5 separate regions of the Mus musculus genome follow, and regions 1, 2, 4 and 5 are each linked to region 3. The links are chromatin contacts, called in public HiChIP or PLAC-seq and promoter capture Hi-C maps. All regions are on one chromosome and are shown on one strand. The core of a region is the stretch at or near the end of the contact, and the rest is flanking DNA. Distances in the headings are between cores, read along the strand shown. Region 1 holds the start of Stx1b (syntaxin 1B). Region 2 holds the start of Prss36 (protease, serine 36). Region 3 holds the start of Armc5 (armadillo repeat containing 5). Region 4 overlaps Mcmbp (minichromosome maintenance complex binding protein). Region 5 has its middle 41 kb from the start of Inpp5f.

Evidence for each region. Promoter capture Hi-C pulls out the DNA fragments that hold promoters and counts their contacts. HiChIP or PLAC-seq counts read pairs in DNA pulled down with a chosen protein or histone mark. Capture Hi-C pulls out chosen DNA fragments and counts their contacts.
Region 1: a contact with region 3 is called in an H3K27ac HiChIP or PLAC-seq map of thymic regulatory T cells, with 4 times the contacts expected there. The contact joins the promoter of Stx1b here to the promoter of Armc5 in region 3. A contact is called at or near these places in 4 of 39 promoter capture datasets (cranial neural crest, embryonic stem cells, liver and 1 more), 1 of 484 Hi-C or Micro-C datasets (effector CD8 T cells) and 4 of 115 datasets of contacts at active chromatin or transcription factors (bone marrow-derived macrophages, embryonic stem cells, large pre-B cells and 1 more).
Region 2: a contact with region 3 is called in a promoter capture Hi-C map of liver. The contact joins the promoter of Prss36 here to the promoter of Armc5 in region 3. A contact is called at or near these places in 6 of 39 promoter capture datasets (the 3T3-L1 cell line, cranial neural crest, hippocampal neurons and 1 more), 5 of 484 Hi-C or Micro-C datasets (B cells, embryonic stem cells and epidermal suprabasal cells), 18 of 115 datasets of contacts at active chromatin or transcription factors (T-cell acute lymphoblastic leukemia, astrocytes, bone marrow-derived macrophages and 11 more) and 2 of 9 other capture datasets (adipose tissue and liver).
Region 4: a contact with region 3 is called in a promoter capture Hi-C map of the HPC-7 cell line. The contact joins the enhancer-like site here to the promoter of Armc5 in region 3. A contact is called at or near these places in 9 of 39 promoter capture datasets (the C10 cell line, the HPC-7 cell line, cranial neural crest and 6 more), 1 of 15 datasets of contacts at CTCF or cohesin (large pre-B cells), 6 of 484 Hi-C or Micro-C datasets (bone marrow-derived macrophages, embryonic stem cells, nephron progenitors and 2 more), 35 of 115 datasets of contacts at active chromatin or transcription factors (the HPC-7 cell line, the NIH/3T3 cell line, T-cell acute lymphoblastic leukemia and 24 more) and 4 of 9 other capture datasets (adipose tissue, embryonic stem cells, liver and 1 more).
Region 5: a contact with region 3 is called in an H3K4me3 HiChIP or PLAC-seq map of bone marrow-derived macrophages, with 4 times the contacts expected there. The contact joins the enhancer-like site here to the promoter of Armc5 in region 3. A contact is called at or near these places in 5 of 39 promoter capture datasets (the HPC-7 cell line, cranial neural crest, embryonic stem cells and 2 more), 1 of 15 datasets of contacts at CTCF or cohesin (large pre-B cells) and 7 of 115 datasets of contacts at active chromatin or transcription factors (acute myeloid leukemia, bone marrow-derived macrophages, effector CD8 T cells and 4 more).

The regions. Positions count from the first base shown.
Region 1 is chr7:127,823,107-127,825,806 of GRCm38.p6, reverse strand. Stx1b (syntaxin 1B) reads left to right here and starts at 1,276. Exons shown (of 10, transcript NM_024414.2): 1 at 1,276-1,547. The coding sequence starts at 1,518.
Region 2 is chr7:127,945,378-127,948,077 of GRCm38.p6, reverse strand. Prss36 (protease, serine 36) reads left to right here and starts at 1,353. Exons shown (of 15, transcript NM_001319147.1): 1 at 1,353-1,666; 2 at 1,989-2,027; 3 at 2,205-2,240; 4 at 2,679-2,700. The coding sequence starts at 1,630.
Region 3 is chr7:128,235,870-128,238,715 of GRCm38.p6, reverse strand. Armc5 (armadillo repeat containing 5) reads right to left here and starts at 1,359. Exons shown (of 6, transcript NM_146205.2): 1 at 127-1,359. The coding sequence starts at 589. It overlaps 9130023H24Rik (RIKEN cDNA 9130023H24 gene), which reads left to right and starts at 685. Exons shown (of 1, transcript NM_177001.3): 1 at 685-2,846. The coding sequence starts at 1,297. The coding sequence ends at 2,310.
Region 4 is chr7:128,727,562-128,730,310 of GRCm38.p6, reverse strand. All of the region lies in intron 1 of Mcmbp (minichromosome maintenance complex binding protein), which reads left to right. Among named protein-coding and RNA genes, the nearest start is that of Mcmbp, 11 kb to the left of the region's middle. Within about 2 kb of position 1,425, at least 55 of the 459 cell types and tissues checked have an H3K27ac peak or open chromatin away from gene starts, as enhancers often do. A contact at or near this core is called in the HPC-7 cell line, adipose tissue, bone marrow-derived macrophages and 2 more, where this site is marked.
Region 5 is chr7:128,568,628-128,571,476 of GRCm38.p6, reverse strand. No RefSeq gene overlaps it. Among named protein-coding and RNA genes, the nearest start is that of Inpp5f, 41 kb to the left of the region's middle. Within about 2 kb of position 1,311, at least 57 of the 459 cell types and tissues checked have an H3K27ac peak or open chromatin away from gene starts, as enhancers often do. A contact at or near this core is called in the HPC-7 cell line, acute myeloid leukemia, bone marrow-derived macrophages and 1 more, where this site is marked.

The sequences.
Region 1 (2,700 bases), core at 27-2,526, 410 kb after region 3:
ACAAACAACACAAACAAACAAAAACTACAAGTAAGGTGGGGAATGACAGAAGCCACCCAACACTGACCTTTGACCTACATGTGTGCACATGTACAAGTGAGCACACCTACATACACGTGTACGTAAAGTCAGAGGGATTAAAAAGGAAGAAGATAACTTAGCTCCCAGGAGCCCTGACTGAGGGTCACAGATCAGAGGAAGAACTGGAGGGAGGGGGGAGGCAGAACTCAGAGGTTAAGGGCGTGGGACGTGGGGGGCGGGGGCAGGCGAGGTGAGGAGACAAGAAGAGAGTCTTGTCTTGGCTGTAGGAACTGTTGAAGGTCACAGACGGTAGGCCCTGCCTGCCATGACACAGATGAATGGTGTCTTAAGGTAGTTACTGGGTATTTGGCAAAAGCAGGGTGGAAGCCCACCCAACTGGGAGTCCAAACCCCACTGCCATGAGAAGAAGAACTGAAGTAATATTTAAGGATAGGATGGAAGGAGGGAGAGCAGAGGGTGGCAGGCTCTCTGGACCTTCTGCAGCACCAGATTCAAGATTCTACACCCCCACCACCACCAAAGATTCTACTCCCAGCAGACATCTTCCTTCCTTCTGCATCCCCATCCTCACCCCAACCCCCGGCTTGGGGGATGGAACCCAGGGCCTTGCAGGCAAGCATATACCACTGAGATTCACTCTAGGCCAAGATAAATATCATTTTTAACACAGTCATCCAAAATCCCAGACCAAAAGTCTCAGCAGGTAGTGACCACTCTGTTCTTGGGGGTTGACAAGCTGAGATCCACCAGTGCCAGGGCACTCTCAGGTAGGGTGACAAAGGATGTACAGAACAAGCCCCATGTCCTTCTCAGCAAGCAATAGCCACATACAGGGTCAGGTTTGTTATTTCTAATGCCCAAAAGACTCTTCCGCAGAGCCGAAGGGACAGGATAAAAGGAAGTCCTGCGTAGGCTCACAGACACTCCGCTCCTCTCAGGTTAGTCCCTTAGTTCATTGCCTTAGACCTTCTCTGACGGTCCACCCCAACTGCAGTTTACCCAGCATCTCTATCCCTGCCTCTGCATCTCTCCGAGCTTCTTGGGCTCCCCCCTCCCAACTTCTGGGCCTCCCCAGTGCCCCTCCCTTGGGTGCCCCTCCCCGGACTACAACCCCCAGGCGCCCCCAGCCCGGGGCGCTGCGCATGCCCCCTGCTCCCCGCCCCCTCCGCTCCCCCTCCCTCCCTTCCTCCTCACCTCCCTCCGCCCCCCTCCCCCGCGCCTCGGCTCCCGCATCCCTCCATCCAACCCTGTGCCGCAGCCGCATCGCCACCGCAGCCTAGGCAGAGCCCAGTCGGCCCAGGCCCCTGTCTCTGCCTGGCCTTAGCTCCCCGCCCCCCCGCCGCGCACCTTATCCGCACATCCCTCGGAGGTCTAGCCCGGTGCCCCCAGACCCCGGCCTCCAGGACAGAGGCAAGAGGCAGAGAGCAGCAGCGGAGGCGGGAGGACGAAGAAGGGGAGGAGGAGCCCGTCGCAGGATGAAGGATCGGACTCAGGAGCTGCGGAGTGTGAGCTAAGGGGTGGGAGAGGTGGGGAGGCGGGACCCTGTATTTGGGGAGCGCTTGGGGGATGGAGTGGGGGAGGTTCTGAGACATGGGGAGCAAATGATGAGACTAGAGGTTGGAAGCCAGGAGCCCTCACATCTCCTGGCACCTGGTATCTCCAGTGAACCTGCAATTGGAGGACAGTGGCTGGAAGGAGTTGGAGGCCATTAAGACACAAGGGGGCAGGAGAGGTCTCAGGGGCCTGGGCAGCCCAAATGCCCGGGAGGACCCTAGAATCTAACCTGGGGGTGGGAGAAAGTGAATGTCAAGAGAGGATTGGGGGACACCATCATCCCCTAGAGCAGGCTTGTCAAATTAGGCGGATGGAGGGGGTGGTTGCTGGCCAGGCCGGGTCCAGGAGGACCCAGATTTGGGATGCTATGGAGGACACAGGTTGGAACTAGATGCCAGCACCTGGCAGTGAATGAAGTGTGTGGTGGTACTGGTGGTGGTGGTGGTGGTGGTGGTGGTGGTGGTGTGTGTGTGTGTGTGTGTGTGTGTGTGTCCACGCGCACGCGCACTGGTATGTTGCTCCGTGGGGAGAGGGCACTGCTCAGAGGGGGAGTGTGTGTGTGTGTGTGTGTGTGTGTGTGTGTGACTGAGTTCCCCTGGGCCAGAGCCTCAGCTTAGGTGACCCCAAAGGTGAGAGAGGAGAGAAAGATCCATCCACCAGGTCACAGAATTGGGTTGTGTGACATAGGCCACACAGTGCTTGGGGGAACTGGAGCATGGGAGCAGCCAGGGGCAGGCTGCTGGAAGCCAGGGGCCAGGCTCCAGGCGGTTGGCCAGCAGAGCTGGAGGAGGAAAGGTGGGGGGCTGCAGGGGAGGCTGCTCTTTGGAGGGACTGTGCTCGCCTGCTGAGAATGGTTTTGGGCAGGGAGGGTGCCGAGACATTTTAAGAATGACATGAGCCCAAGGAGCTTGAGGTTCCAGTTTGCTGTGTGACAGTGGCCTCTGGATTGGGATATGTCAGAATTCCAAGGGATTGTTACTCTACGTGACAGATTGGGAAACTGAGGTTCAGGGATGGGAAGGGACTGGCCCAAGGTCATCAAGCAAGTATGTGTGTGGTACAGGTCAAATGGCTCAGGGGCCTCCAGGCTGCCGAGTTGACCAT
Region 2 (2,700 bases), core at 104-2,603, 290 kb after region 3:
TTTATATGAATACACTGTAGCTGTCTTCAGACACACCAGAAGAGAGCATCGGATCCCACTACAGAAGGTTGTGAGCCACCATGTGGTTGGTGGGAATTGAACTCTGGAACCTCTGGAAGAGCAGTCAGTGCTCTTAGCCACTAAGCCATCTCTCCATCTCTCCAGCCTGCCCGCCTTTAATATTTATTTATTTATTTATTTATTTATTTATTTAATGTATGTGAGTATACTGTCGCTGTCTTCAGATACACCAGAAGAGGGCATCAGCTGGAAGAGCAGTCAGTGCTCTTAACCACTGAGCCATCTCTCCAGCCCTGATACTGAACGTCTGATATTGCACCTACCGCCTACCTCCTAGGTGCTAGGATCATAAGCATTCACCAGCATGCCTGCTTTATGTAAAACTGGGGATCAAGCCCAGAACTTCATGCATTCTAGGCAAACATTTTACCAATTGAGCTATATCTTCTACCCAAACATGTGCTTTTTCCCTTGTTTCTCTCTCTCTCTCTCTCTCTCTCTCTCTCTCTCTCTCTCACACACACACACACACACACATACACGCACACACACACATGCTCGCACACACACTCACACATACTCACACTCACACACACACTCACTCACACACACCCCTCTATGCCATGTGGGTGCTGTTACCCACAGAGAGGGCATAGGAGGGCACCAAATCTGGAGCTGAAGTCACCGGAGGTTGTGAGCTGGTGTTGTGGATTCTGGAAACTGAACTCAGGTCCTCTGGAAGAGCAGCAAGCAATCATAGCAGCTAACCCACATCTCCAGCTTCTGTGTAGTCTAGGAACTGTGGACTGGAGTGCTTTCAGACTTCACAGTGTTGGGGTCACAGGTACTACCACACCCAGTGCCATACCTTCCTTAAATAGACTCCTAATGATAAATAGTGTACCAAGAGACGGAGTGACTTTTCTAAGTCACATGAAGAGCAAGCAAGGAACAGCATTGAGAGTCGACCACCCCAGCACAGAGGGGTTTCCAGCTTTACCAGGCTGCTTAGTCCTCTCCAGTACCCCCAGGCCTTGCTCAACAAGGCAGAATCTGTGATCCCTTTGTTAGGATGGAATTGAATTCCCTAGAGTTCCTGTCCCAGGCCTGGCCAGCAACTCCAGTAACCAGAGCTGTGTGAGAAGAAAAGGCCAAGCCACTGGGGAAGCCACACCCCAATCAAGGGTGAGGTCTCAGGTGAGTCATGCCAAGGGCTACTGCCCAGCCCCATCCTGCTCTTCCACGGACCCAGGGCATGTGCTCCTAGCACTCCACCCACCACAGTCCTCTGAGTCGGTTTAACACACGGGGCGCCCTGCTCAACTCTCCACATCCAACAGGTGTCCTGGAGTGAGGACACCGCCCTACCTCCACTCTGAGCCTCCAGATATGTGAGATGCACCAGAATTCAGGGTGGGGCCTTTGACCTCCCTATTTTCCCCTTTCAGGCCCAGATCCTCTCAGATTCCCACAGATGGGCTCCAGCCAGGGAGGGTGGGGCTACCCCTGGGACCATCAGGAGGAACCAGCTACATAGTCCGGTGACAGAGTGGTGGCAGGAAGCAGCCTCTCACCTGCCTCTGTGCCTCCAGCTGACTTTAGTAGACCATGTCCCATCACCTGTTTCTCCCAGTTGTAATCATGGGTAAGTTCAGAGGACCGGGCTTTAAGAAGCCTGGATACCAACCCTAGAGAGCTGAAAAGCAGGAGATATACCCTGCATCCCTTATGGCAGTAAGATAGCAGAGTAGGCAGAGGAGCAGAGTGTCAAGAGGAAGGACGGGAGGGTGGTGGAAGGAGGAGAGGGCCATACCAGGAGCCCGAGGGATTGTGCAGAAGGGGAAGGGGAAAGGAGGCCTGCATGCCATGGGGAGATGGAACACTGTAAAATAGGATGGAAGGAGAAAGAGCCACACCTAAGTGCATCATCTCTCCAGACTTTCCTTGCCTCCCTCTTGTCTTCTCAGTGGTCAGTCCCATCCCTCCAGGAGCCTTCCAGGACTCAGGTAAGACTGATGGACTGGGGAGAGTTGGGCTCAGATGCCTCAGTGTAGGCAGACCAAAGGGCTGAAACAGGGAACCGGGGGACTGAGGGCAGCAAAAGCCCAGGAAGAGCAGGAAGATGGTGCTGGCAGTGTCGGGGCTGAAGGAGCGTCTTTCTCTCTCTGTCTTCTGTCTTCTAGTGGTCAGTCCTACCCAAGGAGAATTTGAAGACCTAGGTAAGAGAGAGGCATGAGTTGCCTCCAATCTTGTCTTTTGTTTGCTTGCTTGTTTTTGTTTTCGTTTTGCTTTGCTTTGCTTTGCTTTGCTTTGCTCTTGAGACAGGGTCTCTCTCTATAGTCCTAGCTATCCTGAAACTCATTCTCATAGGCCAGGCTAACCTCACACTCACAGAGATCCACCTGTCTTTGCCTCCTGAGCGCTGGCACTAAAGGCTGTCTTGAATCCTAAAGAAGTTTCAAACTGGCTAGGTCATGAGTGAATTGGAAGTGCCCGGGCCCTCCAGCTTTGGCTTGCTCATGTTCAGAAGGGCAAACTGAAGGGGTTCAGGCTCCACCACCACCCTCCCCGAGTTACCAGGGTCTCTGGAGTCCAAGGGATTAGGAGAGGAGGGGAACCCTAACCGAGCTTTGACTTCTAGGGGGTCTCTATTGCAGACTGCGGCCGCCCTGAGCCCTC
Region 3 (2,846 bases), core at 110-2,609:
CACACCTGAGGAGATGAGTGGCGCTGCACCATCACAAAGCATGTACTCAGAGGCCTGGCATAATGGAAGGGCAGCGCAGATACTGTGGGTTGGAACCTTTCTAAGAAATGGGGGCGGAGCACTTACCCAAAGGGAGAATGCCTCCAAGTCTCCGCACTTCGGCCCGGCACGCCCCTTCTGTACAGCAGTTGGCTAGAATGCTGAGCGCCAAATCCAGCGTCTTGCGCAGGCGCATTGGCAACGAAGGCGTCAAGAGCGACTCGGCAGCGGGGGCGTGGCCAGGGGTAGAACCAGCTGACGCAACCGACGAAGGGGCGGAGCCAGAGGCTGCTTGGGACGGGGCGGGGCCCGCAGCAGCCGTTCGGCGGAGCAGGGCGAGAAGGGGGCGGAGCCCGCCGCGTGCCCGGAAGCGCTCAATCCCCTCTGCCGCCTTGATGTGGCGCGTGCGAAGAGCTAAGAGCGCGCGGCCCAGGGGTGTCTCGTTGGTAGCTGGGTCCTTTCCCCCACCTGGCCCCTCCCCGGCCGCCGCCGTGAGCTGCGCGAGGCAAAACGAGAGCGAGTCCGTAAGGGCCGGTCTCGCAGCCGCCATCTTGGCCCGGGCCTCAGGCTCCGCCCCGCGTCTCGCCGGTACTCTGAGAGAGCGGAACTGGAAGAGGGGGGCGTGGCCAGGCTGCTCCTCGGAATAGCGCCGCCGCAGTTATCTTGCGAGTCGGAAGTTCAAGTTCTAGATTCTGGAACTCCGGTACTTGCACAGTCGCAGAAGACATGGCGAGAATGGTATTTATCTGTGGGAAAGTAAGAGGCGCGTGCGGTGCATGCTGGGATATGTAGTCGGCGCCAAGCTTAGTGCAGTTTAAGTGGGTGAGAAACTCCTCCCGGGGCCGAAGAGTGAACTGTTGCTCCTAGGATCAGACGCCCCGCGGTGGAGTCTTAGTGCTGTCCTGTGCTCCCCAACGTGACTTAGCCACTTCGCTCCCGGTACGTCCTTGTCGGCGACGTTCAGACTTGATTGGCAACCCTCAAAGCGCGGTGATCAATGGCTCCGAAAGCCGGACTGACAGACTCGCAGAACCCCAAGCCGTTTCAAAAGTGCTAAGTTCCCGACAGAAAGGTCTCGCCAAGCGAATGAAAGAGTTAAACCTACCGGGAAAGTTCGCTGCCACTTCCTAGAGTCTCTCGGGCTTGGGGACCTTTCCGTTTCCGGTACCGGCCTCCAAGCCTCCAGTGCCCCGTTCTCCAACTGTGCTGATGAGTTAAACGGGTGGCATTTAGGAAACCGAGCGCTTTTCGGCCGCAATGGAACTTGCGGCTCCAGAAGTGACCAGGGAGAATCTAGATGGGGCTAAGCTGCTGGAGAACCGGACGTCAAAATTCCCGGGAGCCCCCAGGTCGCCCCTGGATCGCGAGACCGCGCTACATGAGCGCCCCCTCCTGGCGCGGCCGGAACAACCAGCCCCCGTGGAAAAAATGCTGGACCAGCAGTACTTATGTAGGTCAGGCTCTGGCCCCAAGGAAGAAACCTTTGTCAAGACCAGTGATCCTGCAGTCCCCAAAGCTTTCAAGTGTAGGGATTGTGGGTTGGCTGTACCCAGTCTCTCTGATCTCATTCACCATCAAAGCAGCCATGGGTGTGACCGCCCTTACAGCTGTCCAGAGTGTGACAAAAGCTTCCGGCGTGGCTCAGATCTGGTTAAGCATTACCGAGTTCACAGTGGTGAAAAACCATACCCCTGCCCAGAATGTGGCCGTTGCTTCAGCCTCAGCTCTAATCTCACTAAACACCGTCGTTCTCACTCAGGTCTCCGGCCGCACAAGTGCATGGAGTGCGGAGAGGCCTTTGGTCGCAGTGCAGACCTAGCAAAACACCAGCGGGTGCACACTGGGGAAAAGCCCTATGCGTGTGCTGAGTGTGGAAAGACTTTCAGGGTTAGCTCCAACCTGATCCAGCACCAGCGAACTCACACTGGTGAGAAACCCTACCGCTGTGGCCTCTGTGGCAAGAGTTTCAGCCTGAGCTCTAACCTTTTACAGCACCAGCGCTGTCACACAGGCGAGAAACCCTACTTCTGTGCCTGGTGCGGAGACAGCTTTGGGCGAAGTTCCTATCTGCTAGAACACCAGCGTTCACACACGGGTGAGAAGCCCTACAATTGCTGTGAGTGTGGCAAGAACTTCACCAACAGCTCAAACTGCCTACGGCACCAGCGCACTCACAATGGAGAACCGCCCTTCAGGTGTCTTGAATGTGGTCGTGGCTTTAGTGAGATCACCATGTTCACTGAACACCAGCGCATCCACTTGAGCAAATGACCTTTCCAGAATGTGGCAAAAATCTCACACCACAGTTCCATCAATGTTCACACATGGGCAAGAAACCCTAGAAGTTTCCTGATTGCAGCTAGTATTTTTGTGGACACCAGCCTATGCACACAAGCAAAGGCCTTTCATTTGCAGGTTTGTCAAGAGCTGCAGTCAGATTTCCCACTTGCTCTTCTACCAGGTGACCCACATGAGCAAGAAGACCTCCATCTGCCCCTTAATAAGGCAAGCCTTTGCCCATAACGCTTAGCCTTGTCTAACATCAATGGGTGTTCCAAGATGAGAGTTTCTGCAGTTATCCCTGGCTTCAATGAAGGGACCAGAGTGTTGTTAGTTTTTTTTTTTTTTTTTTTCTTTTTTTCTACGTCCCGAAGGTGACTTAACTAAGGGCCACTAATGGGGTTCACAAATGGCATCTGGGTTGAGCCACAGGCTAGACGAACAGCACTAGAGCTGTGTCTGCCTTCAGAGAAACAAGATTTAAACACACACACATGCACACACAAAAGTCCTGTTTTCTGAGATTT
Region 4 (2,749 bases), core at 176-2,675, 490 kb before region 3:
TGCTTTTCTATCTGCATATGTTGATTAGTAGATTATTCTGTGTCTGTTTTTTCTTGGTATTTGATAGACACGTTCAAAGTTATTTTTTCTCTAAACCCCACTTTAGTATTCCACAAACACTAATTTACACAGATTAGTCTGTAATCCATCAGGGAAAATTTGGAACTATCCTCAAATTCCTAAAGTGTTGGTTTATTTGGGGAAAGAGGTTTGTAGTAAGGGACTTGTGGTTTCAGGACTTTCTGTTTTTCTCTTCCTACACATTGCTTATGGGCAGTGAGCATAATGATAAATCGGATTTTCATTGAGTTTTCCTAAATACTAAAACAGACATTTTGGGAATCTGTCATACTCTTTAAGAAGGGTCTGTTTCACTGCTAAGAAAGGAAGAATTTCCTCTTCCCCAATCTGTAAAAGTCAGCTTTTTCGTCCTGGCCCTAGGCTTCAAGAATAATGACTCTGAGACTCAAATATATTTATTTTTATAAGCTTTGGCTATTCCCCAATTCAATCATAACTTAGTATCTCATTTATTCTGATCTTAAATTCTGCCACATGGCTGGTTACCTCTGCTCAGCTCCCGTGCTTCTGACCTCCTTCATGTTCCTGGGCCAATCCTCCTGCCCCTGGCTCTCTCCCAGAATCCTCTCTGTCCATCTTCTATTTCCTGCCTCAGTTACAGGTCAATCAGCTTTAACTGACAGGTGTTGAATCCATTCAGTACACAAGAGATGTTCTCTACACCAATCCCAGATGCTCAGCCTTAAAAATAATACCTATAAGCAACAGTAAATGGACTCAATAGGTTGTACTTATGTACCTATTGACACACACATACATACACACATACACATACAAACAATGATAGTTAAAGAATAAAAAGTCATAAATTTGAAAGAGAGTTTACTGAGAGGGATAACAGGACGTGGGTGATGGATGGAGAGAATGATGTAATATTGTGTGTGTTGTTTGCTTGCTTGTTTTTTGAGATAGGGTTTCTTGGCTGGAATTTACTCTGTAGACCAGGCTACCCTCCAACCTGTAGATCCACCTGCCTCTGCCTCCCGAGTCCTGGGATTAAAGGTGTGCATCACTATTACCTGGACAGCCCCAAGTTTTAAAATAGTTTTGAAAGCTGTTCCGAGAAGAAAGGAAGATACACATGGCTTTGCAGTAGGTCTTTTCATAAGAAGGCATGACATGCATGCACCAGCTGCAGAGCTTCAGACTGCCCGCACAAACGGCGAGCTGGAGTGGGCCACGTGTGCAGCCATAGCTGCAGGGCTTGCTGCTTCCATTAGTTGGAGAATTAGTAGAGCTCTTAAAGCTCTGAGTGCCAGCTACGCAGGCTCATTTAGTATGTTCACCTCCCCGCCCCAGAACACGCACTGTCCAAGCACATGAGGAACCTGGGCCAAGATAAATCATTCTGAGTTATGAGCGAGTATCAGCAGACTTCAGAGAAGGGAAGTCATTGTGTGTGTTCTGTCTGTAATAAGAGAGGACCGGAAATCCGAAAGATGACAAAAATTCAGACTTGTAGAACACTTATAAACACAGTAGATCAAAAAGAAGTCCATATAAAACTTAAAATTGTTCCCAGCTACACAAAAAATGGAAATGGAAGAACATCCTCTAGCCAGGCAGTGGTGGTGCACACCTTTAATCCTAGCACTTGAGAGGCAGAGGCAGGCGGATTTCTGAGTTCGAGGCCAGCCTGGTCTACAGAGTGAGTTCCAGGACAGCCAGGGCTACACAGAGAAACCCTGTCTTGAAAAAATAAAAAAACAAGAACATCCTCTAAGTACAACCAGAGACTGTGCTGTGTATGTATGGAAAGAAGGCTTCGAGCATTGTGTCCATTTATGAAATCAGAAATGCGAACTGAAACCCAAGGCACATGGAGAAAAGGAAAGCAAATAATGAAGGAAGAACAGAAATTAAGAATTGAAAACAAGAAAATAGCAAATCAAAAGCCGGGCGTGGTGGCTCATGCCTTTAATCCCAGCACTTGGGAGGCAGAGGCAGGCAGAGGCAGGCAGATTTCTGAGTTCGAGGCCAGCCTGGTCTACAGAGTGAGTGCCAGGGCAGCCCGGGCTACACAGAGAAACCCTGTCTCAAAAAAAACAAAACAAAAAAATAAATAAATAAATAAAAATAAAATCTAAAAATAAAGAAAATAGCAAATCAGTGAAATACTTGAGACAATCTTATGTACTACAGACTGCCTTAAAGCTCACTAGTATGTGAAGGTGTCTTAAACTTTCTAACAACTTTCTATTTATTACACTGCAGGAAGTTGCTACGCTTTGCAGGCAGTGTGCATGTGGTGGTCAGAGCAGCTTTTGGGGCTGGGCTCTTTTCCTCCTCAAGGGACTGAACTCAGTGATCCTTTGGGAGCATGCATCTCTGCTCAGTGGCCATGAGCGCAAACATTCCAATCCTCCTGCCTCCATCTCCTGGGTGTAGGCATGAGCCACTGCACCTGGTTTATGCAGATAGATACCACCAACTGAGCTACGCGTGCAGCCCCACCCCCCCCACCCCCCCACCCCCCCCCACCCCACCCCCCGCTTTGCTTTTTCTTTGAGTGTGATTAGAGATTTGTGTGTATGTGGAGGGGGTGTAATTGGGGATTGAACTACTGAACTAAATCCCTAATCTTTTATTTCCTTCTTATTAGCAAAACTGATAAACCTCTAAGCTAGACTAGCAAAGAAAAAAGAAGACAAATTACCATACCAGGAGT
Region 5 (2,849 bases), core at 62-2,561, 330 kb before region 3:
ACAGCCAAGGCTTCACAGAGAAACCCTGTCTCGAAAAACAAAATAAAACAAAACAAAAAAACAAAGAAAGATTTATTTTTTATTTGTGTGAGTGTATGTCTGTGTTTCTGTGTGTGTCTGTGTGTACGTTAGGTGTGCTTATAGAAAACAGAAACAAAAAAGGGCCTTGGGTCCTCTAGACATGGAGCTGCAGGTGATTGGATACTACCCAGTATAGACCCTGGGAACCAAACTCGGGTCCTGTGCAAAAGCTGTGCATGCTTTTAACCACTGAGCCATCTCTCTAGCCTGCACTTAAACACATCTTAATGCTGCTGGCCCAGTACTAAAGGAGGAATTGGGCACGTTGGAGGCTTGGGCAGCTAATAAATCCCAGAGCAGGGGTTAGTGTGTCTCCTGTCCTTCCAGGTAGCTGGACACTAGGGAGGTAGAGAAGGGAGGACTCGCTTTGCCCTGGCGATCCAGTCTCAGAAGTGTTCTCTCTGTGTTGTAGAACCTCCGTGGCCTCTCCTACACATTGCCATAACCACCCTGAAACAAGAGGACCTACAGCCAAATGGCATTGACTGAGGAGCAGGGAGGACTGACTATGTCACAGGCTCAACAAGGATTAACACTTATGAGTCAGACAGCAAAGGAACAGAGATTAGAAGTGCATTCCTGGGGACTGGTGAGATGGCTCAGTGGGTAAGAGCACCCGACTGCTCTTCCGAAGGTCTGAAGTTCAAATCCCAGCAACCACATGGTGGCTCACAACCACCCGTAATAAGATCTGATGCCCTCTTCAGGTGCGTCTGAAGACAGCTACAGTGTACTTACATATAATTAATAAAAAACAAAAAACAAAACCTATTAAAAAATTGATATTATAAAAAAAAAAAAAAAAAAAAAAAAAAAAAAAAAAAAAAAGAAGTGCTTTCCTGCTGGGCCTTACATCTCAACTGAAACACAGCAGAAATCCAAGCAAAGAGTGTATGCGTGCATCCCCACAAGAAGCTCTCTGCAGAGGAGTAGCATCTGTTATGGTTTTAGGGTGTGGTTTGTCCTCCGGAGATCTGGGTGCTGGAAGCGTGATTCAGCGTGTTCATGTTGAAAGGGAACAGAACCTTAGGAGGGGAGCCTAGTTCAAGGGAATTTAGGCCACGGGGTCATTGCTCTTGTCATCTGAAGAGATTAATGTTGTCTTATAGAATAAGTTAGCGATTGTGAGAGCCTAAAATTATAAAATGAAGCCACCATTTTTGTGTGTGACTGCTTCCCTTTTTGCTTCTTAACCACATTGTGACATAGCTGGGCGGTGAGAATAGGGGGTTGGGGTGAGAGGTTGGGGGTAGTACAGCCTGATCACAGAGTTTCAACTTCCAAAACCTTTAAGTGCCTGGCCTCCTAATTTTTGTTATAGCAACAGAAAACAGACCAGTATGCTACCTTTCCGGATCCCTGGTTAGATGGAGGAGCTCAAGTCTTATGGTTAGGTTGGTTTCAGGCTCACTCTACCCACCTCTTGTGTCTGTTTCCTTATGGTTGCCTTTTCTTTTTGTGACAGACTTTCTCTATGTAATGATCATCAGGTGTTCTGGGTTATTTACTTTACCAGCTGAGCATCTCCAGAAGAAGATGGTGTTTTCTAGATGCGACAAAAGCCACGCAACTGTCTTAGGGTTTTACTCCTGTGAGCAGACACCATGACCAAGGTAACTCTTAAAAAGGACAACATTTAAGTGGGGGCTGACTTATTGGTTCTGAGGTTCAGTTCATTATCATCAAGGCAGAAAGCTTGTCAGCATCCAGGCAGGCATGGTGCAGGAGGAGCTGAAAGTTCTACATCGTGTTCTGAAGGCTGCTAGAAGACTAGCTCCCAGAAAGCTAGGACAAAGGTCTTAAAGTCCACGCCCACAGTGACATACTTCCTCCAACAAGGCCACACCTACTCCAACAAGGCCACACCTACTCCAACAAGGCCACACCTCCTAATAGTGCTACTCTCTGGGCCAAGCATATTCAAACCACTACAGGCTCTGATTAGCCACATGTGAGAAGTGCATGGGGATTTGAATAAGAGTGGCCTCCGTAGGCTTATATATTTGAATGTTTGGTCCCTAGTTGGTGGAACTGTTGGGGAAGGATTAGGAGGTCTGTCCTTGTAGGAGGAGGTGTGTCATTGGGGGTGAGCTTTGAGGTTTCAAAAGCCATCACCAGGTCCAGTCTCTCTCTCTCTCCCTCTCTCTCTCTCCCCCCCCCTCTCTCTCTCTCTCTGCCTCCAACTTTTGGATAAGACATAAGCGTCCAGCTACTGCTCCAACACCATGCCTGCTTGCTTGCTGCCTTACTTCCGCCATGATGGTCATGGACTCAGTCTTTTTTTTTTTTTTAAAGATTTATTTATTTATTATATGTAAATACACTGTAGCTGTCTTCAGACACTCCAGAAGAGGGAGTCAGATCTTGTTACAGATGGTTGTGAGCCACCATATGGTTGCTGGGATTTGAACTCCAGACCTTCGGAAGAGCAGTTGGGTGCTCTTACCCACTGAGCCATCTCACCAGCCCGGACTCAGTCTTGAAACTGCACTCAAGCCCCTAATTTTAGGCTTTTTTTTTTTTTTTTAAATAAATTGCCACTGCCAGGCAGTGGTGGCGCACGCCTTTAATCCCAGCACTTGGTGGGTAAAGGCAAGTGGATTTCTGAGTTCCAGGCCAGCCTGGTCTACAGAGTGAGTTCCAGGACAGCCAGGGCTACACAGAGAAACCCTGTCTCAAAAACAAAACAAAACAACAACAACAAAAATAAATTGCCTTGGTCTTGGTGCTGTTTCACAGCAATAGAAAAGTAGCTAGACAGAACAGCC